Regions from separate parts of the Mus musculus genome. Here region 2 is linked to region 1. The links are chromatin contacts, called in public promoter capture Hi-C maps. All regions are on one chromosome and are shown on one strand. The core of a region is the stretch at or near the end of the contact, and the rest is flanking DNA. Distances in the headings are between cores, read along the strand shown.

Region 1 (7,138 bases), core at 106-2,605:
GGAAAGGACACAGGGACCAGGGAGGGTGATAGGGGCTGAATAGGATCAAAGCCATGGTCATGCACACCTATGGCCCCAGCACCTGGGTTACCGAGGCAAGAGGATTGCTGTGAGTTTGAGCAAAGCCTGTGCTATGTAGTGAGTACCAGCAGAGCCAAAGCTATGTAATAAGATCCCCCTTCTCAAAGAAACAAAGACAAAGAAAACCACACTATCTACATTATCTGCATTAGGAAATGTTATAATGAAACCCATTATTTTATTCAATTAATATACACTAATAAATATAAAATAAATAGAAACAGAAATAAAATAAATATAAAAATAAGGTGTATGAGAGAGAGACAGAGAGACAGAGAGACAGAGAGACAGAGACAGAGACAGAGACGAGACAGAGACAGAGACAGAGACAGAGACAGAGACAGAGACAGAGACAGAGACAGAGACAGAGACAGAGAGGTGAACAAATGCATTCATCTTAAAAGGTCACTCTGAGTTAGCGAGAGAGCTCCGCGGATGAAAGGCTCCCAAGCCGGGCAGTTTCCATACCAGGGGCTCATGTGCTGGAGGAAATAGAACAAGTCCCCACGCTGTCTTCTGACCTTCACAGCTGTACCCCCACCCCCTAAATAAATAGATGTGAATTTTTAAAAGAAACATTTTGCTTGATTTTATGGCAAGTTAACTCAGAGAAAGTTTACTACTGAAAGTTACAGATACAGTTTGAGTCCCATGCCTGATTCGCTTATGTCTGTGTGAGCACCAGCCATGTTAACCCTGCTGAGCATGTCTGCCAGAGTTAGTAAGGGACGGGCAAAGCCAAGAGGGCCTCACCCCCGGCTCAGCCCCAGCCCCAGCCTCTGCCTGGTCACCTTCCTGTGTTCCGACTTACGCTTGTTGGCTTTCAGCTTCTTCTCGTCCACAGGAATGAGGTCTATGTAGTCCAGGTAATACTCATAGCTGGTGAGCGGGACAGAGGCGTCGGTCCCGTTGGCCATGACTGTGGCTTTGACGACAGTGTCTGTCAGAGGCTCGCACCCACAGCTGGGCCGTGAGCCCCAGAGACAAGATTGCTTAACTAATTTCTATCAGAATCACCCGGCTTGTCTGTGGCTCTCCCGGCATGGGGCCTGCCTACTTATCAGAGCTGCATGGCTGGAAGGTCAGGGGGCCGTTCCCCTGTAGGGCTTCTGGTTCCTGTCTCTCCTGGACAAACCTCCAAAGGCTACTAGAGACGCGGCTTCCCATTCGGCTCTAGCTTGCCTCTCCGTGGAAGGATGAGGAACTGGGCAAGAACTCAGATGACGGCAGAAAGTGCCTAGCAGTGCTGGACATGACCGTCCTCTCTTGCCTCTGATAAATGAATAGTTAATGCAATCGCAAGGGAAGCCTGCCAGCGTCCTTGACTTACTCTGAGGCAGTTCTCCGTGCTATTAAGCAACCAGTAGACCTCTGGCTTGGATTCCGAAGGCAGGCCCCGTATGTACTCTGCGATGTGCATGTTAACTAGAACCCCCAATCGCACCTCTTAGCTGAATGTGTCCCCAGCTTTTACCCAAGCTTCCAGGAACCCGCGGTATATCTGGTCAGCAGCCCACAGGACTGAGCACAAGGGTCGACCCAGCTCTTAGCTGACACCGAGGGTAAGGAGGAATCCAGGCTTCTGAGGGGCCTGCTCCTAGGTTATTGCTCCTGACGTTCAGTCTTTCACACAAGACCTATGTGCTGCACCCAGACTATGAAGACTATTGGTAGGAGCAGCTAATCCGCGAGGCACCGTGGGATAGATAGTGCCTTTGGAGTTAGGCACTATCTCGTCACTGATCCCGGGTCCTTTTAACAGTTGACCAGGCAAGTTCCTGTTGTCTGCAGACACTGTCTTATTTTTTTTTTTTTATTTTTTATTTTTGGTTTTTTCGAGACAGGGTTTCTCTGTATTGCCTGGTGAGTCCTGGGACTCACTCTGTAGACCAGGCTGGCCTCGAACTCAGAAATCCGCCTGCCTCTGCCTCCCGAGTGCTGGGATTAAAGGCGTGCGCCACCACGCCCGGCCAGACACTGTCTTATAACTGAGCTCACTTCTGACATAAACTGCTCAAAGTTGACAGATGCCCTAGGGTTCTGGGCGCAGTCGCACAGAATCACACGTCTCTCCCCATGGCAGCTGTTAATCCTAAACCCTACGTTGTCACCTCAGTTCTGACGTACTGGCTGGACGCGGAGGGTCCCACAAGCCCCTCCCCTCAGGTTCAGTCATGTGCTGAAATAGTTTCAGGACTCGGGAGAGCAATCCCTTACTGGATTCCTAGTGTAGCCTAAATGGACACAACTCGCATATAGTCAGACGGAAGCTGTTGCTACCAAGCCAGGCCCGATTTGCACAACACAGAGCATGCCAACCTTTGGAAGTGCTTTGTACAGCAGAGTCTGTGTGAGGCAAAGGGTAAAGGCACAGAGGCCTCAACTCTGTGACCCTGAGGAGAGGGGGCAGGGACACTTAAAACCGCAGAGAGACAGGCTGCTCTGAGACTTTCATAAAAGACGATTGGAGGGAAGGGATAAGAGTTATGGGTGGCCTGAGTATGTGTCATCAAGTTTTGTGGCTCTTCACAGAACACAGTGGCGTTAGTATGCTTTACTGGTAATCTGCAGCTCTCTGACCTCATGCACAGGAACAAGCAGGGGGTGGGGGGAGTGGGAGGTCAGTGTGTCAGCGTTCACTGAAGGCAGACCAGAGCAGCCTCCAGATTCTGAACAACGCAGGCAACTGTTAGCACACGTCAAAGGGGTTACCTGGAACAAAGCCATGGAGAGTGTGGCTTAGCCCTGCGACCACCAAAGCTGTGGCTAGAAGCTACAGCTGTGACTAAAAGCCAAGGAAGCAAAGGTGTTTACACTAAGGACGCTTCCCTTCATTTTGAGGTGTTAGGTGGAGGTAGGGAGCTTCCTGGCCTTCTCCAGGTCCATCCCCTCCTCCCCCAACAGCCCCTCCCCTCCTGCAATGGGGGGCTACCCCAAACTCCTTGTAGAGGATCTCAGGGTTCTAGTGCGCACAGAGGTCCTATGACTGGTCTCAATCTCCAGGTGAGATCTATCCTTAAGGCTCTCCCCAGAGACTAAAGTATGGTATAGGCTAAGAGTTCCAGTTCTCATTCTCTCTCTCAACTCTCTCTCTCTCTTGCCCCCTCCCCCTTTTTGGTTTTTCAAGACAGGGTTTCTCTGTATAGCCCTGGAACTCACTCTGTAGACCGGGCTGACCTCGAACTTCAAGAAATCCACCACTGCCAGGCTGAGTTCCAGTTCTCTAATAGCTATGACTGGGTCCTCTGACAGCTCCCAAGTCTCTACCTATCACCTCATTAGCATAAGCCCAGGTATGGATGAATGAAGTTGGTGACTCAGGAACTCCATCTGAGACCTATGTATTTGATCACATAACACAGCCCAGCACACCTTTGATTTCCAGCTCCCCCTGCCAGCACATACAAAGGGATCACTCCGTTCTGTTCCTACCTAGTGTTGTAGGGACACCGTGTAATTCGTTTTCCCACAGTGGTAAGCATTTAGATTTTTTTCAACAGGGGGCCCTTGGATAGGAGCTGTCCTTGTGACTTGCTTTGGCTTTGAGTAGAGGTCCTATTGACCCAGGATGTGACTCAGTGGCAGAGTACTCGCAGAGCTTCTACAAGGCCTTGGGTTGGTTCAGTTCTCAGCATTGAGAAAACAACAAACAAATCCCACAAAGACGTTGTGTAAGTTCCAGGCCAAGGTCTCAGGAGTTTGACTCACATTCTCCAGCAGCACTGACAGCAGGGGCTGGCCTCCTGGGAGCCAGGGGCAAACTGGACAGTGAGAGTGAGGTGAACCCCCACAGCACTGCCACCTCCATGGTATGCAGATGGCTGTAGATCGGTGAGGAAGGAAGCAGTCTAAACCCGGAGGTCAACTCCCCCCCTCCCAGCCTGCTTCACATGGGCAGTCCATAGAGTTGTGAGAATTTGTGCTAAGTGAAAGTTGGTGTGTGTGTTGATGTGCCTCCTCTCTCTCTCTCTCTCTCTGTGTGTGTGTGTTGATGTGCCTCCTCTCTCTTTCTCTCTCTCTCTCCCTCTCTCTCTCTCTCTCTCTCTCGCTCGCTCACTCTCCATGCCCCCTTTCTCTCCCTCTCTCCGTGTAGGCCAGAGGACAATCTTGAGTATCACTTTTGTGTCATTCCTTGAGGGCCATGCACCTTGTTTTCTGAGGTTCTCTCTCACTGACCTGGATGGAGCTCAACCAGTGAGCTAGGCTGACTGGCCTGTGAGCCCCAAGGGTGCCTGTATCCACCTCCAGGGCAGAGATAACAGCATGAACCGTCTGTCACCTCTGGTTACTTTCTGACATGGGTTCTGGGGTCCTCATGTTCTCAAGGCAAATCCGTTAACAGTGGGGGGCGCCTCCCCAGGCCAGACGGCTGCTGTTGTAAGTCACGAACTTTGGGGTGCTGTCTTGTACAGCACGGGGTAACTGGTGAAATGCCATGTTTCTGCCCTTTATGGTTTCAGTTCTTTCTGTCCCTCCACTTTGACATGTTCAGTCCTTCATTCCACAGTTTAAAAAGTAAAATTGGTCAGATCCTTCACTGGGAAAGAGAATCAGAAGGAAAGTTCACAAGAGGCAAAGATCAACAGTTGAAGGACAATGGTAGCCTCTGTCTCCACACACCACCTACATTGCAATGTCCCTCTTTAATTTCTGTTGCTGTGATGAGCACCCTGACTGTCTTAGTTGGGATTTTATTGCTGTGAAGAGACACCATGACCAAGGCAACTCTTATAAAGGACAATATTCAGTTGGGGCTGGCTCACAGTTTCAGAGGTTCAGTCCATTATCATCATGGCATGAAACAGGGCAGAGTGCAGGTAGACATGGTGCTAGGGAAGGAGCTGAGAGTTCTACATCTTGATCTGCAGTCAGCAGGAGTAGACTGTGTGTGTCACTGGCACATCTCAAAGCCGCGCCTCCACTATGACAAAAAAATAGCACCACATCTCTGAATAGTACCACTGCCTATGGCCAAGCAATCAAACACATGGATCTATGGGGCATTTCTAGTCAAATCACCACACTGACTAAATCAACTTAGGGGAGAAAGGGTTTATCTAGTTTGCTTCCATTTATCACTGGGGGTAAGCCAAGGCAGAAGGACCCAGAGCCCCTAAGTCACATCATGCTTAAGAGTGGAGTCAAACCCACCCATGCCACCTGCCTGCTTCTGCTCAGGGGGCATCCCACCTGTGCCGCCTGCCTGCTTTACTCTTATGTTGCTCAGGGCCCACCCAGCCCATGAAATGGTCTAGGCTATGTTCAGGGTGGGTCTTCTACCTCCCCTTAGGTAAGGCAACCAAAACAATGCCCCACAGGCTTGCCCACACCCTGACCTCAGGGAGCCCTCAGTAACTAGGCTTGACATGAGCTCGTGGCAAGCTGGAGCTTAAAGCTAAGCACCACATACAACAAGAGGACCACTCTACCTACAAAAAGACTTCAAAAGAGAACGGCATGCCATCTGGAGAAAATGAAGTCAAAGAAAGCCAATTCTGAAACGAATGATCCAGAGACTAGAATTAGCAGACAAGGCCCTCAAAAGCAACCATTATTAAATAACTAAAAATAAATATGTAACATAAAACTTTAGAATGTGAAAATGTATAAAAATCCATACTGGTAGCAAGCAGTAAAGGGCATGCCACAGAAAAAGTGGCTACAGGTGAGTCCACTAGTGATTGTTGGCTAAATAAATGTGTTAGCCAAATGTAGCTCTTCCTCACACAACTATAGGATGGGGAGAAATAGAAAATCCACCACTCCTATGATTCATCGCAACTATTAGATGGCAAGACTTTGGTGGGCATGTAAAAATGGATGGATGTCAAACTAGTAGGTGAAAGTTTGAACAGAAACAACATTTGTCTAGTTTAACAAGAATCTCCAAATTGTTAATTACTAACTTGAATACTGTTTACACAGAGTAAAACAATCACAAGAAAACTCCAAGTATCACACCTCACATCACAGACAAGCAATGATGGCATCATCTGTCACATAATATGTGCACTGAGGGATACATCACCTCTGTGGTGCTCTTGTCAAATTCATGGCCCCAGTAATTCTTGTACAGGATTTTAATCCAGCAACATGGATGCTCTGGTAAGGGGTCATATCCAAAGATATGATCCAGCTGGAATACAGACATGTCCTTAGTATACACCTTTGATCCCACTGGCTGGAATATAGACAGGCCTTTAGTGCACGCCTTTAATCCTAAACAATGACTTCTAACTGAGGGACAGACGAAATGTTGAATCAGAGAAAGATTTGATAGGATGAGTTAGAAATAGAACACACCCAACTCTCACAGAACCGACAGGAAAGAGAGGCTACTTAAAAAGCAGTGAGGGAGCCGGGCATGGTGGCACACGCCTTTAATCCCAGCACTCGGGAGGCAGAGGCAGGCGGATTTCTGAGTTCGAGGCCAGCCTGGTCTACAAAGTGAGATCCAGGACAGCCGGGGCTATACAGAGAAACCCTGTCTCGAAAAAAAAAAATGCCCTGGGCTCATCAGTGAGAGAGAGAGAGAGAGAGAGAGAGAGAGAGAGAGAGAGAGAGAGAGAGAGAGAGAGAGAGAACTGAATTCAGTTCAGTTTGGAGCAGTTCAGTTCAGTGCAATTCAGTTCCGTGCAGATGAGCTCAGTTCAACTCCGAGCTGAGAGGTTGTGTTCAAAACAGCTCGGTTCATGGAGTTCAGAGGCAGTTTTCCCAAGCAGAGCAATTTAGTCAGAAGCTGAGAGAAGCCAATTTGAATCGGGCAGGAGAGAAATTTGAGTCAGCCAGCCAGAGTTCAGAAAGTACTAGAAAGAGTGAGATTATTTGGCAGTGAGTCTCAGAGGATGAAACATTCTAGGTCCAGGTTAGCAGATGGAGTCTGGAAGCTGAAGCCTTCAAGGTCCATGTTTGCAGATGACTTGATTGTACGGAGGCTAGCAGCTTCCAGGCCTAAGCTTAGGGATAGTTAGATAGAAATCTCCGGGGCTGGAGAGATGGCTCAGTGGTTAAGAGCACTGGCTGCTTGCTCTTTTAGAGGTCCTGAGTTCAATTCCCA
Region 2 (7,747 bases), core at 818-3,317, 880 kb before region 1:
GCACACCTTTAATCCCAGCACATAGGAGGCAGGCGGATCTCTGTGAGTTTGAGGCCAGCCTGGTCTACAGATAGAGTTCCAGGACAGCCAGGGCTAGGACTACACAGAGAAACCCTGTCTCAAAAACTGTCTGCAGTGTTACACTGCCGCCCTGCATGGTCGAAGGGACGGTTGGCAGGTGGGAAGGAAATCCCATGGGTTAGGGAAGCCACTTACATAGAAACCAGCTACTAGAAGTCTCGGTGACCCCATGACCTGGAGATTAGAATGTTCAGTTTGACCTCGGTACTCAAGATTAACAACAGAGGACATTAATGCTCTAGCTCTTTATTTCAAGCTAATCTTCCACCCGTTTTTTAAGTACCAGCCTTGCCCTACAGTAGCTGATACCAGGTCTCCAGAGGAGAATCCATGTGTCTGGTTGCCTGAAATCAAAATACGCCTTAAAATAGCAGAGGTGATAATAGAAGGCGGAGGAGTCGGCAGGGCATGCTGCCACACCCCTTCCCAGGGGAAGAGGAAACCATGTCTCCGTTCTCCCTGGGTCCCAAACCCAGGGCCATTCTGCCAAAGCTCACTCTGGGCAGACATCACTAGGCTTCCTTACAGAGCTTAGCCAGCCTCCTGAATTGCCTTCCCTGGCCTATATACCCAAGCCCCTCCGCCAGCCACTGGCAGTTAAGGCAGATTTGCATACAACAGGTGGGAGCAGTGGACCCAGATGAAGGTTGTGCTGAGTCAGCAAGCCCGGGCGATGGGCTAACACTTTTCAGGCAGCACAGCCAAACTCCCACAATGCTTGGCTCTCATGATGGTCACAACAGAATACTATTTAGACACATTGAGTGTGAGCGGCTACTATATACACATTAGTTATTCAAGATTGAGATAGCCCAACCTGTAAAGACTCTACCTTCATTCAAGCTTGACCACCAGGATCCACACGACAGAAGCAGACAACCAACTCCACCAGTAGAGACCACAGCATACAAAACACGAAACTACACATACAAAACATAACCGGTGTAATAAGATTTTCAAAGCCAGATGTGGCACGCACCTTTCATCTCAGCGCTTGGGAGGCAGAGGCAAGTGGGTTCAAGGCCAGCCTGGTCTACAGAGTTTCAGACTAGACTGGCCTCAAACTCACAGAGATCCACCTGACTCTGCCTTTATATGCTGGGATTAAAAGTGTGCCGCTAATTTTTTTAAAACTGTATCTTTAGGATGGAGTGCGGTGACATGTCTTTAACCATTCAAGAGACAAGAGGCAGGGAATCCCAGCACTTGGGAGGCAGAAGCAGGTGGATTTCTGAGTTCAAGGCCAGCCTGGTCTACAGAGTGAGTTCCAGGACAGCCAGGGCTACACAGAGAAACCCTGTCTCAAAAAAACCAAATAATAATAATTAATAAAAATAAAATAATAAAGAATAAAATAAAACCAAAGACACATTTTTCCCTTCTTTTCCAACCCCTGGCTATGTGCGGTGCTCAATGGGGTGAGGTATCGTACAATACGCAGAGCCCTGACAGAACTTGCCTTGCATGCATAAGCCCTTGGTTTTATATCCCCAACATTCCATAAACAAGTAGCAATTTTACTGTGTAATCCCAGCACCTGGAAAACGGAAGCATGGAGGATGTGCAACCCAAAATCCCTCTTTACTACATAGCGAGTGTGAGGCCAGCCTGGGCTAAGGGAGACAGTGTCAAAAAACAAGAGCCATCCACCCAAACAAACTTGGCTGGGCCAGGCAGTGGTGGCGCACACCTTTAATCCAAACTTGGTTGAAGGAAAGACCATCTTTCTAGGCTTAAAGAAGCCTACTGACGGTGCAGGTGTCCCATAGAGGCAAACGGCCTAATCTTCCTCCATTTAAAACAATTTACTGAGGTCAGTGCTCTTCAAATTACATACACGTTGGGGTCACAAATCTATCACAAGCCATAACTCCTCTCCAGGCCCTAATGCCTCTACTCTGCACCTGCCGGAGAACTACATTTCCCACAATCCAAATCGGCCGAACCCTGCCCTCGAAAGCGGGTAGAGGCGGGGCCTATCGCCCCCGGCACAACAACAAGCGTCCAGGGGAGTCTGTCCTCTGTTCCGTGGGGGATGGTTTTATAAGAAAGAGATCGCTGTCCCTGGTGAGGGAAACTACCTGTCGTAGTAAGGTATGAAGAAAGGCTCTGCAGTGTAGCGCGGCAGAGGGTCCAGTAGCCGAGACAGGGACGGAGCGGGCCACGCGTGCTGCGCAAAGGCGCAGCTTGAGCTTCGAGCCGCTGAACCCCCATCACGTCTGTGAAGGTGAGTAGGGGGTGCAGCGGACCGACACTCTTCTGAGGCACCCCTCACCACGGTGAGCATAACCACCGGCATCCCAGACAACTCTAAAATCCACTGACCCCTATATTGTGACATCGGGCTACCATGACTTCTAAAACGCACCTTACATTCAAAGGATCAGTAATCCTCCAGTAAGTACTCCGTTGCCTTTCGTCAGTGTTCAGTATCTTTTTCCACAGGACCATGCGTTTTTAAATACAGCAAAAGCTCTCTCACCCTTTATCGCCCTTCCTTGCCCTGGCACCTAGCAAATAGCGAGGTGCAGACCTTAAAGTCGCTTGCATTCTTGATTCTCAGTCCCATCTGGTGTCCCACTGAGTACCGGTCTGTATGTTCCCTGTTTGATATGCAGCAAGTTAGATACTTGGAAATGGTGACGACCATTCTACACTGTATGCAAAACAAAACAACAACACAAATTGTGCTCAGGGAAATGTGTAATTTGCTGAGTATAGCTAAGCCAAGTGTGGGGCTTGGATGCTCTCCTTTAGTCCCAGCACTCAGGAGACAGAGGCAGGCTGACCTCTGTGAGTTCAAGTCCAGCCTGGTCTACATAATGAGTCCCAGGACAGCCAGGGCTATGTAGAGAGACCCTATCTCAAAAACAAACAAGCAAAAAGCAGTTAAGCTTTACTGTGCCCCAAACCTAACCATTTGCAGTACCTGGTAATGTAAGTTCTTTGGTTAACCTTAAGAGTTGCTTAACCTTCTGGACCCGTTTTCTTATAAAATGAGAAAATTAGGTTAGATGAGTTTTAACAACTTTCTAGATCTAAAATTCTGTGCATTGGATCCGGGCGGAGGTATGCATGTCTTTAATCCCAGAACATGGAAGGCAGGGGCAGGTGGATCTCTCTATGTTTGAAGCCAGCCTGGTCTCCAAAGTGAGTCCAGAACAACCAGAGCTACACAGAGAGAAACCCTGTCTTCAAGCAGTAGACTTCAGTTCCTGTCACACTATGTGATAGCCAAACATCACTGTCATTTTCTAGCTGCACCAAGAAAAGTCATAGATACTTATATATTCTTGTTTAGCAACATTGTTACAAAGAACTGACTTTCTTTTTTATATACATATGGTGTTTTGCCTACACTATGGCTGTGCACCATGTGTGTCCAATGCCTGAGTGGGCCAGAAGGAGTCAGACCCCCTGGAACCAGAGTGAGAGACATTTATTAGCTGCCATGTGGGTGCTGGGAACCACACCTCAACCCATTCTCTTGCCCCCAAGAACCAAAGCTTACTAAGGACATGGAACCCATACCCTTACCTGGTTATTGATGAAAAGAAAATGACTGATAGTACAAGTGTATCCAACTGCTCTTTGCTGTTTTGTAGATCACTGTTAAGAATTCCAGATACAATGATAAACACAGTGTGCATGAAGACCACTCGGATCTTGAGACTGCACCTAACAAACGCTTCCTTGATTCCTCCTGGTATAAAAATGCTTTCAGACCCCAGATCCAGGATGATATCAACCCATGAATCCCAGAAGCTGAGAGAATATTACAGGCTGCTGAATCTGGATGAAGGATGCTCTGTAGACGACGTCAGGGAGTCTTTTCACAAGCTCGCCAGGCAGTACCACCCAGACAGCGGTTCTAGTGATGCTGACTCTGCAACATTTATAAAGATTGAAGAGGCTTACAGGAATGTGCTGTCCCATGCGATAAAACGGATGCATGCCGGACAGGATAAAGCTGAAGATGCAGCAGAAGATGAAGAAGAAGGAAAGTTCAAATACAACACACCTCAGCACCGACATTACTTAAGCTTCGAAGGTGTCGGCTTTGGGACCCCCAGCCAGCGAGAGAAACAATACAGGCAGTTCAGGGCGGATCGCGCGACGGAGCAGGTGATGGAATACCAAAGGCAGAAGCTTCAGAGGGAGTTCTTCGCCAACAGCATAACTGTCAAGGACGTACGGCAGAGCAAGCAACAGAAGATAACTCAAGCCATCGAGCGCCTGGTGGAGGACCTCATTCAGGAATCCATGGCAAAAGGAGACTTTGACAATCTCAGCGGGAAAGGAAAACCGCTGAAGAAATTTTCTGGCTGCTCATATATTGATCCCATGACTCACAACCTGAACCGAATATTGATAGATAATGGATACCAACCAGAGTGGATCCTGATGCAGAAGGAGATTAAGGACACCATCGAGCAACTCCGAGAAGCGCTTTTAATGTCTAGGAAGAAGCTGGGGAACCCTCTGTCACCCACAGAGCAGAAACAGTGGGCCCAAGTGTGTGAGCAGTTTCAAGAAAAGATACGAAAGCTGAACAAGCGAATTAATGATTTCAACTTAATTGTTCCCATCCTGACCAGGCAGAAAGTCCATTTTGACGCACAGAAAGAAATTATCAGAGTCCAAGAAATGTACGGGGCCTTCGTAGAAGCAAACGAAGTCACAGAAGAAAACCAAACTGACGTTAGCCAGGGAGAAGAATCAAAAACACCCAGAGTCAAGGCAGGCTTTCTAAACTGGCTAAATCTGTGGAAATCTATTAAAATATGACTGTTTTGTTATTCACGATCATTTTCCACTCTGGTCAGTTTTGAGTTGCTCTGACGTCAGACGCAGAACCTAAGATTGACTGTCGTGCCCCAGGGGCCTGAGAAGTGTGTGCCTTTGTAGTTTTCACAGAACTAATCACACCCCGGTGGTAGATGAGAAACTTGGGTGAGTTCTGCTGTAATGATGTAGTAAGAGGCAGACCCTGCCCCTGAAGGAGCAGGCTCCGGCGCCAGACTTCAGGTATCGGCCTCTAGGACTGAAGCACAGACCCGAGGCCCACATAGGGCCTTCCAGAAACCTCAGAGCTCTCTGAGACACTAGCAACTTATAGGTAGGTAGTCGCTGTTTGACTTTTCTAACCATAAGGACTTAAGCAGCAATGAAACCAAAAGGTATAGAACTGAAGAAGTTGTAATGAGATTTAACCAACTGTGGTCTCCAAATGAAAATTCAAAACCTCAAAAGAACAAAGGAAGGAAGGAAGGAAGGAGATATGAAAGGAAATGAAAAAGAAAGGGGCTGGAGAAACTGCCCAGAGGGTGAGAGTCTTTGCTCTTTGCTGCTCCTGCAGAGGACCAGCATCCTAGTCAGGTGGCTCACAACTGCCTGTAACTCCAGCTCCAGGGATCCAGTGTGCACACACACATGTGCACACATACGCATGTGCACACACATGTAACAAATTAAAGATCTCCAGACAACAGGTAGTTTTTGCAGGTTTCCTCTGGTATATTCCAGAGCTTATTAAAGCTCTAAAACTGTGGGAAGGCTTTTCAAACACCTGCTAGGTGCTCTAAAACTGAAAGTCAGGAAAAAATAGACTTCTGGGGCTCCTGTATTTACAAAGGCCTTCCCTGTGGGCACTGGACAAAGAAAAGGGCAAGTAGGTAGGCTAACTGTGACCCACTGGCCACAGAAGTCAGTTAAACTGATTGATTTAGAAGTTCTGAAAATGTTAAAGTTGATTATATTTTTGTAACTTTTGGAGGGGGCAAAAATCCTTAAGAACAATACAAAGGTAAAAGTTCACTAGCAGTTTCTTCTCTGGTCACCAGCTATACAAAGGTAAAAGTTCACTAGTTAGTAGTTTCTTCTCTGGTCACCAGCTATACAAAGGTAAAAGTTCACTAGTTAGTAGTTTCTTCTCTGGTCACCAGCTATACAAAGGTAAAAGTTCACTAGTTAGTAGTTTCTTCTCTGGTCACCAGCTATATTGTAGGTTCCCATAAACCTTGCTTAAGTGCCATGGTGTCCTAGAGCAGACTCCCCAGAGATGGTTCAACAATGTTAACCCCCAACTTATCCCTCTTTGGAACACAACAAAGAGACCCTTTGGCAGTTTGTCTAAGATGAGGTATCTGAAATATGTTCCTTGGCATCTTCGGTGAGTCTCCTTTCAGAAAACCCGGGGCTCTCAGGCTTGGCTAATTGCTTTGGGCACAGAATCGGGTCCCCAGAAGGAAGCCAAAGTGTGCAGAAAGGAGCTGACCTATTTCCAGAGCAGAGTGGAGATGGGTTTCAGAACAGCTCCTGACACGGACATGGGGCCGAGTCATTGTGTAAAGTCTGCAGTGGTCAAAACATCAAAGAAGCCAACATCCTCAAAAGAAAGTTGGGCCCTTTCTGCTTTGACGATGGGGCAATTGGTTGACATAATGAGTAATTTTTTGTTGTTGGAATGAGTTATCTGATAGTACTATATGTATTACTAAAGGAAACTGTCAGCAGCGTGGAGTATGGCTTTGTGCTAAGAGCTCTGGCTCCCGATCACTGTAAGAGCCTGGTATTCTGTGATGCTTGCTTTAAAACTGAGAGTCTGGAGTGAACATGGAGTGGAAGAATCTTCAGTGTTATACATGAGAGGGTGAGGTCACCAAAACTATTCATTAGTACCATTCACTTGATCTGCAGATATCTATATTAATAAAATTACCTTAATGATTGTTCTGTGGTCCATTGATCTATAACCAAGCAATCGTGAACAACCGCCACATTTTGCGCTAGCTAAGTGGGTTTTTAAATCGTTTTTATTCCTGTGCTATTTTCTTTCTTTTCCTTCTAGTTTTCCTATTTCGTGTGTGTGTGTGTGTGTATGTGTGTATGTGTGTGTGTGTGTGTATGTGTGTATGTGTGTATGTGTGTGTGCACAGTACCCATGCCTGATGCCCATGGAGCCCAGAGGTGGGTAGCTCTCTTGAGCCTGGAGTTATAAACAGTTGTGAGCTGCCACTGGAATGCTGGGAATTGAACCCAAGTCCTCTGGAAGAGCAGCCAGTGTTCTTAACCACTGAGCCACGTCTCCAGCCTCCACTGTCTTTTATCGTTTGAAGCAGTCTGAGGTAATCCAAGCTGGCCTCAATTTCACCACATAACCAAGAGTGACTTTGAACTCCTGGCCTTCCCGCTCCTACCTCCCTGGTGCTGCGAGCACACACAGGCAGGTGCCTTACCACAGCTTTATGGTTTACACAATGCTGGGCTAGGACCAGGGTCTCACACAAGCGAGGCAAGCGCGCTCCCAGCTGACGCCCGGGCCCTTCTGACCTTTTTGGTGGATGATCGAACATCTGACTGTGACATCAATCTTCACATTAAAAGGGCAACTTCAGGGCCTGGAGAGGTGGCCCAGCCATTAAGAGCACTGCCTGAGTTCAATTTCCAGCAACCACATCATGGTGGCTCACGACCAAAAGTATTGGGATCCGTGACCACCTTCTGCGTCTGAAGACAGCTACAGTGTACTCAGATGCACGCCTCTAATTCCAGCACTTGGGAGGCAGAGGCAGGCAGATTTCTGAGTTTGAGGCTAGCCTGATCTACAGAGTGAGTTCCAGGACAGCCAGGGCTACACAGAGAAACCCTGTCTCAAAACAAAACA

What was found. Promoter capture Hi-C pulls out the DNA fragments that hold promoters and counts their contacts.
Region 2: a contact with region 1 is called in a promoter capture Hi-C map of liver, with 2.2 times the contacts expected there. The contact joins the promoter of Dnajc28 here to the promoter of Mrap in region 1. A contact is called at or near these places in 2 of 39 promoter capture datasets (liver and pre-B cells).

The regions. Positions count from the first base shown.
Region 1 is chr16:90,732,424-90,739,561 of GRCm38.p6, reverse strand. It overlaps Mrap (melanocortin 2 receptor accessory protein), which reads right to left and starts at 1,355. Exons shown (of 3, transcript NM_029844.4): 1 at 893-1,355. The coding sequence starts at 998.
Region 2 is chr16:91,613,319-91,621,065 of GRCm38.p6, reverse strand. It overlaps Dnajc28 (DnaJ heat shock protein family (Hsp40) member C28), which reads left to right and starts at 2,067. Exons shown (of 2, transcript NM_138664.2): 1 at 2,067-2,308; 2 at 3,687-6,809. The coding sequence starts at 3,712. The coding sequence ends at 4,869.